Linked DNA regions of Mus musculus: region 2 is linked to region 1. Evidence: chromatin contacts called from public Hi-C data. All regions are on one chromosome and are shown on one strand. The core of a region is the stretch at or near the end of the contact, and the rest is flanking DNA. Distances in the headings are between cores, read along the strand shown.

The links. A called contact is a pair of places that touch in the nucleus more often than the background predicts.
Region 2: a contact with region 1 is called in a Hi-C map of uterus. The contact joins two enhancer-like sites. A contact is called at or near these places in 5 of 484 Hi-C or Micro-C datasets (nephron progenitors, psoas muscle and uterus) and 2 of 115 datasets of contacts at active chromatin or transcription factors (fibro-adipogenic progenitors and heart atrium).

Annotation. Positions count from the first base shown.
Region 1 is chr4:105,986,097-105,990,799 of GRCm38.p6, forward strand. No RefSeq gene overlaps it. Among named protein-coding and RNA genes, the nearest start is that of Gm30266, 60 kb to the right of the region's middle. Within about 2 kb of position 2,380, at least 3 of the 459 cell types and tissues checked have an H3K27ac peak or open chromatin away from gene starts, as enhancers often do. A contact at or near this core is called in uterus, where this site is marked.
Region 2 is chr4:106,193,781-106,198,483 of GRCm38.p6, forward strand. No RefSeq gene overlaps it. Among named protein-coding and RNA genes, the nearest start is that of Gm12724, 41 kb to the right of the region's middle. Within about 2 kb of position 1,926, at least 53 of the 459 cell types and tissues checked have an H3K27ac peak or open chromatin away from gene starts, as enhancers often do. A contact at or near this core is called in uterus, where this site is marked.

The sequences.
Region 1 (4,703 bases), core at 1,130-3,629:
TTAATATGTAATTACTTAACCCCTATTTGAACTGACAAAATTAAAAAGACAGAGAAGCCCAAATATTAGCAGAGACGAGAGCAACTAGAATTCATACTTGCTAATGATGGGAATGCAAAGTGCAACCACACAGGAAAATAGTTAAGTGATTTCTTAAAATGTTAAAGAGGGAGCTGGCATACAATCTAGCTATTCTGTTCTGAAGTATTTATAAATATATACAAAAATCATGTGCACAAATATTCCTAACAACTTAATTTGTAATAGTGCAAACTGAAAAAAAAAAAAAACCTAAGTGTCTATCACCAGGGTAAATAAAGTAGCCATACAATGAAATATTAGTTGGCCATGAAAAAGGAACATACAAGATGGATGAATTTCAGAACAGTTATTCTGAGTAACAGAAGCTAGATTTCAGTATATAGTTGGTCTTTTGTACCATCAGCTTCCATATTTGTGGATTCTATCAACCCTAGGTTCAAAATATTCAGGGAGAAAAAAAATATCTTTATGTTGGACATGTATAGACGTTCTCCCCTTATCATTATTGCCAAACACTACCATAGTTTAATTATTTTCATGTTCTTTACATTGTATTAACTGTCATAAGTAACTTAAATTGTTTAAAGGTGAGAATGTAGTTTCATGCCAATGTTCTAACATCTCCCATGAAGGACTTGTGGACCTGTGCCCTTGGGGACTCCCACAGAGAGCCCTGGCACCAGTATTATAGGGGTAGCTCTGCTTATTTTGTGTAAAGTCCTTTTAAAGAATAAAAAAATTTACAGTGGCAGGAAGTAGATCAGCTTTAGCCTGGGATGGTGGGGATCAGCGGGAAGTGGGCCGAGAAACAGGATCATAAAGCAGCCTGAGAAATCTGCACAAATGGTTTAATAGGTGCGTACACATGCTACTGAGCAGGGCATGGCGGTGTTCACCTGAAATCCCTGTACAAGACAGGCTTTGTGTCCAGTGTCTGACCAGCCTTGATGCACGGTACCTTGGTCCCCTGGCTATGTGCTATCCTCAGCGGACATGGAAGGGCTTCCATGATAAGGACTTCATGCCCATCCCTAGCATTGCTGCTGTATTCCTCCCAGGAACATGGGAAGGCTGACCTTCCGTTTCCCTGAATTAAGCCCAGTCATTGATGTAATGGAGAAACTGTGTGTATATTTTTGAGTGAGCAACTCAAAAAGTGAGTGAGAGAAGAGATGGGTGAGTAACTGCATAAAGGGCACCATTGACGTTGAAAGTGGCAAGTGCTGGGGTGCTAACTTCACTGGACACTGCATGCTCCGAGAGCACTTGTCAACCAGTCTGATGTCCAGTGCTGACATCTGTATTTTCAAACTATGTTCAGCTTCTTTGACATACACGAACTAGAGGTATCTTTATGACTAGGTCTCAGTCATAACCCCAGGAATTTTTAAAAATTTATTAAACACTAAAACGTACAACATTCAGAAGATAGCAGGACATTAGGAGATAACGTTGATGATTCCGATGTAGTGATAGTGTCAGGGTTAAAGGAAATAAATGAAATAGTCTTTAGCTTGGCCCACTTTGGGTCAAACAAAACCATTGTGTGTGGCAAATATTATTTTGCTTCCTTTCTTTAAAGGGGGAACTCTTGAAAACAGATAGTTAATGGTCTCTCTGAACCTTGAAGAGGCAATCCTTTTAATTACCAAATACAAAACTCCAAGTAAAGCATTATTTTCTGTTTCTTTTCAGCTAAAGCCTTTCACATCAACAAATGCTGTATCAATGGCTTTTTTAGTTCTTAAACACTTCCATCTAGAAAGCATATATCCATTTCCACTCCTGTGATCCCAGTCATCTTAATTCACATTGCTGGGCCTAACTAAGAGACAGAAGGTCAGCCACTCCATGCTCCCAGGCAGAAGAGAATAGGATCCTGAGGGAGCATGACAATATCTTCATCATACAAGATCCTTGGCTATCACTGAGGAAGATATCAAGGTATCATCAGCCAGTGAACAGCCAGGGCACGCTTCCAAGCACTGGGTGGCAATCACAAGGACTTCGGGCCTGACCCCTCAGGACCTGTGTTCCCAAGAGGGCTGATTTCAGCCTGTGAATGTCTGAGAATATTCCTGGTGTCTATCCCTTAGGGCACACAGATCCCTGCTGCTACACTGTGTAGAAGCTAAGGACACTTGAAATCTACTTTACTTGACTGAGGCTAAGATCAACTGTCTGTTTGTCCAGCTCTGTGGGTGGGAGGCTTCTACACACACCCCTGCCCCCAGTCATGACAGTTCCAGCCTGCCATGACCCTCAGCCCTGCCAGAATATCTTCCAAACAGCTGGAAGGGCCTACTTGCTGACTTTGCAAAAGCCCCTTTTAAATTCTTCCTTTCTTAGAAAGCTCTTCTGGCAAGCGCCGATCAGTTCACACCAGATGTGATGTATTTACACTGACCCAGGACCAAAGGACACCCTTCTCTGGGTGTGGCCTCCGCTGACAGACAACATCATCTGAAGCCGCTGAGCTTTTCATACCTGTCAGAATCAACAGTGCCGTGCGCAAGTCCTTGCAATGAAAGAGACTTCCCACACTGAGAAAATATCCTCTAAACAAATACACAGTTAGGTGTTTTTCACTATGTATGGCATTCCCCTCCCAAATTCATAATATTGACTCAAAGCCAAAAAGATGTTCTCTATCCAGGAGTGTCTTTGAAAGCCAGGGCTTGGATCTGTCCATTCTTTGTTTAATTTATGAGATAAATGGATTCTGACTACAACCACATGTAATTACATGTGTCTTTCTCCAGGACTTTCCCCTATGGAGGTGGGATGCTCGTCTTCATGTATGAGAATATATCATACTAGAGCCAGCTTCCCTTGGGAAGTGAGTGCCGAGACAGAGGTCACACAAAGGACACATCACAGGGCATTCCCACGAGATTTGTACCTGCAGAAGGAAGGGGGGAGAAGGATGGAGCAGAGGGAAAACGGCCTGTAGTAAGGTTATCAACACACCTGAAAAACATCTCCGAAACTGGAAAGCCATTAACTTTACCCTCTTTGGAGCAAAAGTGATGGGATTTCCATGTGGACCAGTAACCAGACACAGCCTGTACCAGTCAGGCATGGTCCTGAGTGAAGTAACTCCCACAACCCTATGGCAGTTTCAAAGGATAGAGGCATTTCCTACCACTGGAGGAAAGTCATTCATTTCTGAAGGAAAATCTGGGTGTCACATGGTATCCACAGTTGGCATGATGTCATGGAGTAAGCCAGTGGACCAAAAAGACATTCTACTAAGGTCAGCCGCCAAACACCCGGTGAGCAAATAAAACCAACTAAGCGATCTCCTAACACCAAGCAGCTAGACACTCAAAAATAAAAGGCTGTCAGCTAAATTCTAGACATTTCTCGGCCTGCTGTGGTCTCTGAAACACACACCCCAGGCCTGGTTTTTCAGTTGTGCTACCAATAAATGAAGATCAGAATAGGCTTGTCTCACCCCAATACTAAATTCCACCCTTACAGATTAATATCAGTTAACACAGAGTTTGATGCTAGAAGCCATCTGAGCCTTTAATCAAACCAGTTCAACCATGGCCACCAAGTTGGTGGATACCAGATACTCTGGCCAGGAACTTACTCTCAATTCTAGAGGGAAGCATGCATCGGGCTTGAGTATGTTTTATCCTGGTGGCTTCTAGAAAGAGTTAAAAGTCGCGACTCTTTGTTTGGGGTCCCTATACTCTTCTTTTCCAGCTCATTCCCATTCTTTGGGTCTTGGACACTTGGATGACCTCTGGACATAATAAGCTGGGAGATACTAATTGAAGTGGAACTGTAGGTTAAATTGTATCCCCAAAAGTGACACACTGAATTATGATGTCTGCCATGACCCCCAATATCTCAGAATGTGATTTTATCTGAAAGTAAAATCTTTACAGAAACAGTCAGGTTAATAGTAGATTATCAGACTAGGTTAGTCTTGTATGACTATCAGGCTTATAAAGAAGGGACATTTCGGTACGTGGACACACACACATACACACACACAGAGTATGCCATTTGACCATGAGAATAGGATTGAGTTGGTAAGTTCAGGAGCCAATGACGACTAAATATTTCCAGGACACTACTATAAGTAAGGATGAGAATTATATAGTTACTTTAGAAACAATATGAAGTTTCCTTTAAAAACCATATAGTATTACCATTTGATTATCAATTCCATTTCTGAATATATAAACAAAAGAAATGAAAGCAGCTGACTATCAAAGAAATGTTAGTATGACCACAGATTTTATTTTGGTTTGGGTTGGTTGGTTGGTTGGTTTGTTAGTTAACTGGTTGGTTGGTTTTGCTCATGAAACCAGTATTTTAATGTAACCCAGGTTGGTCTCAACTCAAAATCCCTCTGTATCAGCTTAAGCACTGGGACTAAATCTGGGACTGTGCTCAGCTCAGGTTTTAAAAGGATTATAAAAAAAAAACCAATAGTTGGAAGCAATCCTCTTCAGACAGACGAATAACTCAAGAACATGTGAAATATACATCCAATGGAAAAGTATACAACTTTAGAAATGATAGAAATCCTGGCCCATGCTATAGTATACATGGATCCTGAGGACTACATGGCTAAATGAAATAAGCCAGGAGCCAATGGAGAAGTACTGTAAGGTTGTACACATCTGAAGTAGCCATAGCAG
Region 2 (4,703 bases), core at 676-3,175, 210 kb after region 1:
CAAAGAACATCTTGAGAGGGTTTGAGCAACACAGTAGTATAAACAAACTGTTATTATAAAAAGGTCCTTTCATAGCTGTGTATGGAGCAAGAATTGTGGTGTAGTTACCATTGAAAATGTGATTTTAGTATTGTCATTGTGAAACCACAGAAGTCTAGATTATGAGGCCAGCAGAGAAGATGGAGAGAAGGGAAGGTTGGAGAAACACACAGGACATAAGGTTAAAGGAAGTTGGTAGTCGTTCTTGTTTGGAGGAGGAAATGGAAGAGCTGCATCTGAACACAGACTGCTTGTTCGTTTATTGAATGGCTACTTACTGAGGGCTCACTTTATGCCAAGCACACTGTGCAGGTATCAGGGGAGACCATTGTTCCGAAGTTAGCTGTCATTATTTGAATGTGAAATGTCCTCAACAAGCTTAGATGTTTGAACATTTCGTCCCCAGCTAATGGGGCTGTTTTAGTAGGTTGCAGAACCTTTGGGACCCAGGACCTAGCCAGATGATGTAGGCCTTGAGGGTTCCATGCCCAGGTCCTGCTAGAACTCTGTCTCCTGGTGAGTGACGTGTGAGAGAGAGCTTCTGCGCATTCCCAATCCTGTGACTGACTCACTCCAGCCACCGTACCTTACTTGCCGTGATTGATTGAAACCCTGTTAACTCTGAGCCAAAAGGAGCTCTTCCTCCCATAAATTGCTTCTGCCAGGTAGTGAACCTGGATATTTAAAGAACTCTGAGCAAGCACATCGCAGAGATACCTGCGCATTGATGTTTTCTGCAACACTACCCATAATAGGGAGGCATCCATCAATGAAGGAACAGATGACAAAGATGTTGTGTATATACACAATGGAGTTTGTTTTAACCATGGCACAGAACAAAGTTATAACATTTGCAGGAGAGTCAATACAACTGCTGATAATCACAGAGCAAATTAATCCTGCCTCAGAAAGACAAACATCATGTTTTCTCTATTTTGTGTTTCCTAGATTTTATATTATAGGAATTATGCATGTATCTGTGGCATGGAAGTAGAGGGAAGCTGACAAAGGGAATAAAGGAACCTAACAGGACAAGAGGGAAGAAGAAAAGGAAGAGGATATGGTGGGAGACTATACTCAATTTGTATGAAATTTGTATTCGTATGAAAGTGCCCTTATATAACACAGCCCCAAGTACAATCGATGAAAAATGCTTAACTAAAATAAATAATCACATGGGCATCAAGATAAACCTGCAATTATAACTTGGAACCTATGGCAGAAGAAAAGTAATAGGAACATTTCAATTGCAGTGGTGCAGAAGTCTCTAGAAAGGGATCCCTAAGACATGAAATCTGAGCTGAGACCCAACAGATGAGGATGTGTTAGCTAGACACAACTGGGAAATCAAGGCATCGAAGGAAACAGTCTGTAAGAGCAATTGGGCTCTCCCAGACATCAGTGGCAATGTAAGGTAAATAGAAGAGTGGAGCGATGAGTGACAGACAGCACCAGAAACCAAGCTGGGTAGAGCTGGATCTGAGCAGGCAGTGCCTGTGGTCCACATCAGAGACTTAGACTAAAAATACAGAGTGTGTTTGGGAAGTGACAGGAGACGTTCCTGTAGCTAACTATTCTGCCTCCCCGTTGGTGGACAGAGGTACCACTCCAGATGTCTGTCAGTCGGAGCAGCAGATCTGGAAGGTGTCAACACCCTGTGGGAGGGGAGGGCTAGGGTGGAGGTCTCCAAAGACCTTCCTTTGGATCTGTCCAGAAAACATTGGAAATGGAAATCTAAAGGTGGCCAGAGAGAGCTGGCCTGGAGACTGGCAGTTGTCAGTGTAGGAGACACAGCTGAAACCAATTCCCCAGGGAGGACAGGAAAATGAGAAGAGAACCCACAGATGGAAAGTCCTGCAGGAGCTGAGAGAAAGTCCAGATGACTCAGACCAGCATGTGATTGCCACATCTCCAGCTTAGGTAACACCCATCGATGCTGTGGATGGACAGGAGTCCAAGAGAACACTTTACAGCAGGGGAATATAAACATTCCTGGGCCCTCTCCGTGTCCTAAGGTTAATATTGTTCATAAACTTGACTTGTCACAGACTGAAACTTCAGTAATAAATAAAGATACTAACTTGATCTCTAAGGGAAAAATCTGAGCTGGTCAAAATAACCTTTTCCCCTGGTAAACAAGATGAAGCCCTAGGATTGTGCAACAGAGAGAGTGGCCAGCCAGTGTTGAATGATGTCATACGCTATAGTCATGACAAATATGCCACATTTTATGCAGGAGTGTGATATGTGAAATAGGAATTGGGAATTAGGCCCAATGACTTCTCCCAGTGTCACCATAGATGGCCTCCACCTAAGCAAAGCCATCTGTCTCTATAACTGGGCTTTTTCATCTACAAAATTAGAAACAGTTCCCTCTAATTAATTTTCTAGCACTTATTCTTATTGAAAATAATTTTATACAAGTGACATGTACTATATATACATATATATAGTATATAATATGTACTGATCCCAATTTCTCCTCCTCTAACTCCTTCTAGATCCTCCCCCTTCCCTCCCACCCAACTCTATGACCTTTCTTTCTCTCTTCAGAAAACAAACAGGCCAACAAACAAACCAGAATAAAAATAAAACTAAAAGAGAAAAAAGGAAAAACATCAGAAACAGAGAGAGAAAAACCATAAAAACACAGAATCAGAAAGCATGATATGCACACAAAAGACCAGTAAGGCCAAAAAGAAAAAGAAAAAGAAATTCCCAAACAAATGCTATTGAGCCCATTTCCTGTTGCCATCTTCTGCTAGTCAAGAGGTCTGCCCTTCAGTGTGGTTTGCGTATCCAGTAAGTCTCCACTGGAGAAAACTAATTTGTGCTTTGTGAGTGGTTATCACCTGGAGATTAGCATCTGAGTTAGGGATGTGGGTTTGTGTCCACTTCCCTCCTAGCACGGGGACTCGTGCAGACCCTGTGCATGCTGGCATAGTCTCTGTGAGTTCTTAGGTGTGTCATCCTTGTTGTGTCTGGAAGACACTGTTCCTTGCTGTCTTCTATCCCCTCCAGCTCTTCTTTCCTACTCCTCACACAGCCCCTGAGCCCTGCCCCTTGGCTTTCCTGTCTTCTATTCAAAGACAACCGGTAAGAACAAAGACAAACAATTCTCAATACGCTTCCACAATGTGCCAGACCTATACACATATTACATGGGAAAACTCTGCTAATTAAGGTTGAATTCTACCATTGACCAGATAGCCTTCTGAGACTTGGCATAATATGGAGGGCCCCCTTCATTGGCAGGACTTCCCTTCTCTGACCTCATCTAGGGAACTCAAACCCCTTACCACACACCTCTACCGGCAGGATGTCATGTAGCTTTAGTTAGATCATGGATTCAGCTTCCTTTCTCCTCGTAAGAACCCATTCAGCTAGCACCTGAGATTCCTGAAATGCTTCCCCATGCTAATGAGGCACTCTGGTACCCTAACCCTTTAGCCAACAACTTTCGCCCATCCTGGATGTTTCCACCCTCGATCCTCCAAAACTTCATAAGCCTTGAATCATCCCCAAGTAAAGTTGGTCTGACTCCCTGCAGCTGGTCCGGGTGTCTTAATCACTGTACATACTCACAGGGCTTCCGAACCCAGCCCTGTTCGTCCCCATCTCTGCTCCCTTTGCCCTCGTGGACCGATATAGGCCAACAATCCCTGGAGGCAGGGAAAGCCACAGCATTAGCTTATTAAAATAAGGTAACAGAATTCCCATGACCAAAGTAAATACCATTGCCAGTTTAAAGAGAGGAAAGCCAAAAGTAGAAAGTGTGTTATTACAGTAGAATTGATGTGGGACACACATAAACCTGGTTTTAGCACGTCCATCAGCTCATTGTCACAGCACTGGCATGCTTCACTGTTCTGCTGTGTGATGCTGGAGCTGGACCGCGGATGAATTCCCTTTGCCCAGCACAAGTGATGCTAATCTCTGTCAACAGAGGACCGTTTATACATTGTACTTGGGAGCGAGTGTATATATGTGTGAGTGTGTGTGATACATGTGCACGTGTGTACAGGGGGCACACACGCCCATGTGTATGTGCAGACAGCAGATGAGGGTGTCCAAGGTCTTGCTCTATCGCTCCTTATCACTGAGTCAGAGGTGGTGATAAGTGCTGGGTGTACATTCGTTCATTTCAACAATCATGCCAGAGTCATCATCCCTTCTACATCTGGAAAGACTGAGGATTTAGTAACTTGCCCAAGATCACCAACAGGAAAGCAACATGGCACTATGCAACCATGCGACTCCCAAGCCCATGGGCAGCAGGGACGTCTGCCTTCGTCATTTCCCATGCCCCTTGCTGGCCCCACCCCTGACTGTCTGTGTGACTATAGGAAAGCTCTTTAATCTCTCTAGCCTTGTGAAATGAAGAGAGCACATCTGTTTGGCAGGACCGCTGTAAAGATGACAAAGGCTTTACCTAAAGCACTTAGCACATTGCCTGGCCCCCAAGAGGTCGTTAATAAATGTCTCCTCTTTGTCTTCCTATAAAATTATGGTGGTACCTTCAAAGGCCAAAACGAGTCCACAGGTAACAGCACAAGCCAGGACACCAGGTTTGGCAAAGGCCAGCCAGGGGTGAAGCTTGTTTTCTAACGTGCTGGGGAATTGTTCTTCTGTTTCTTTGGTGGGGGGAATAAAAAAAATAAAAG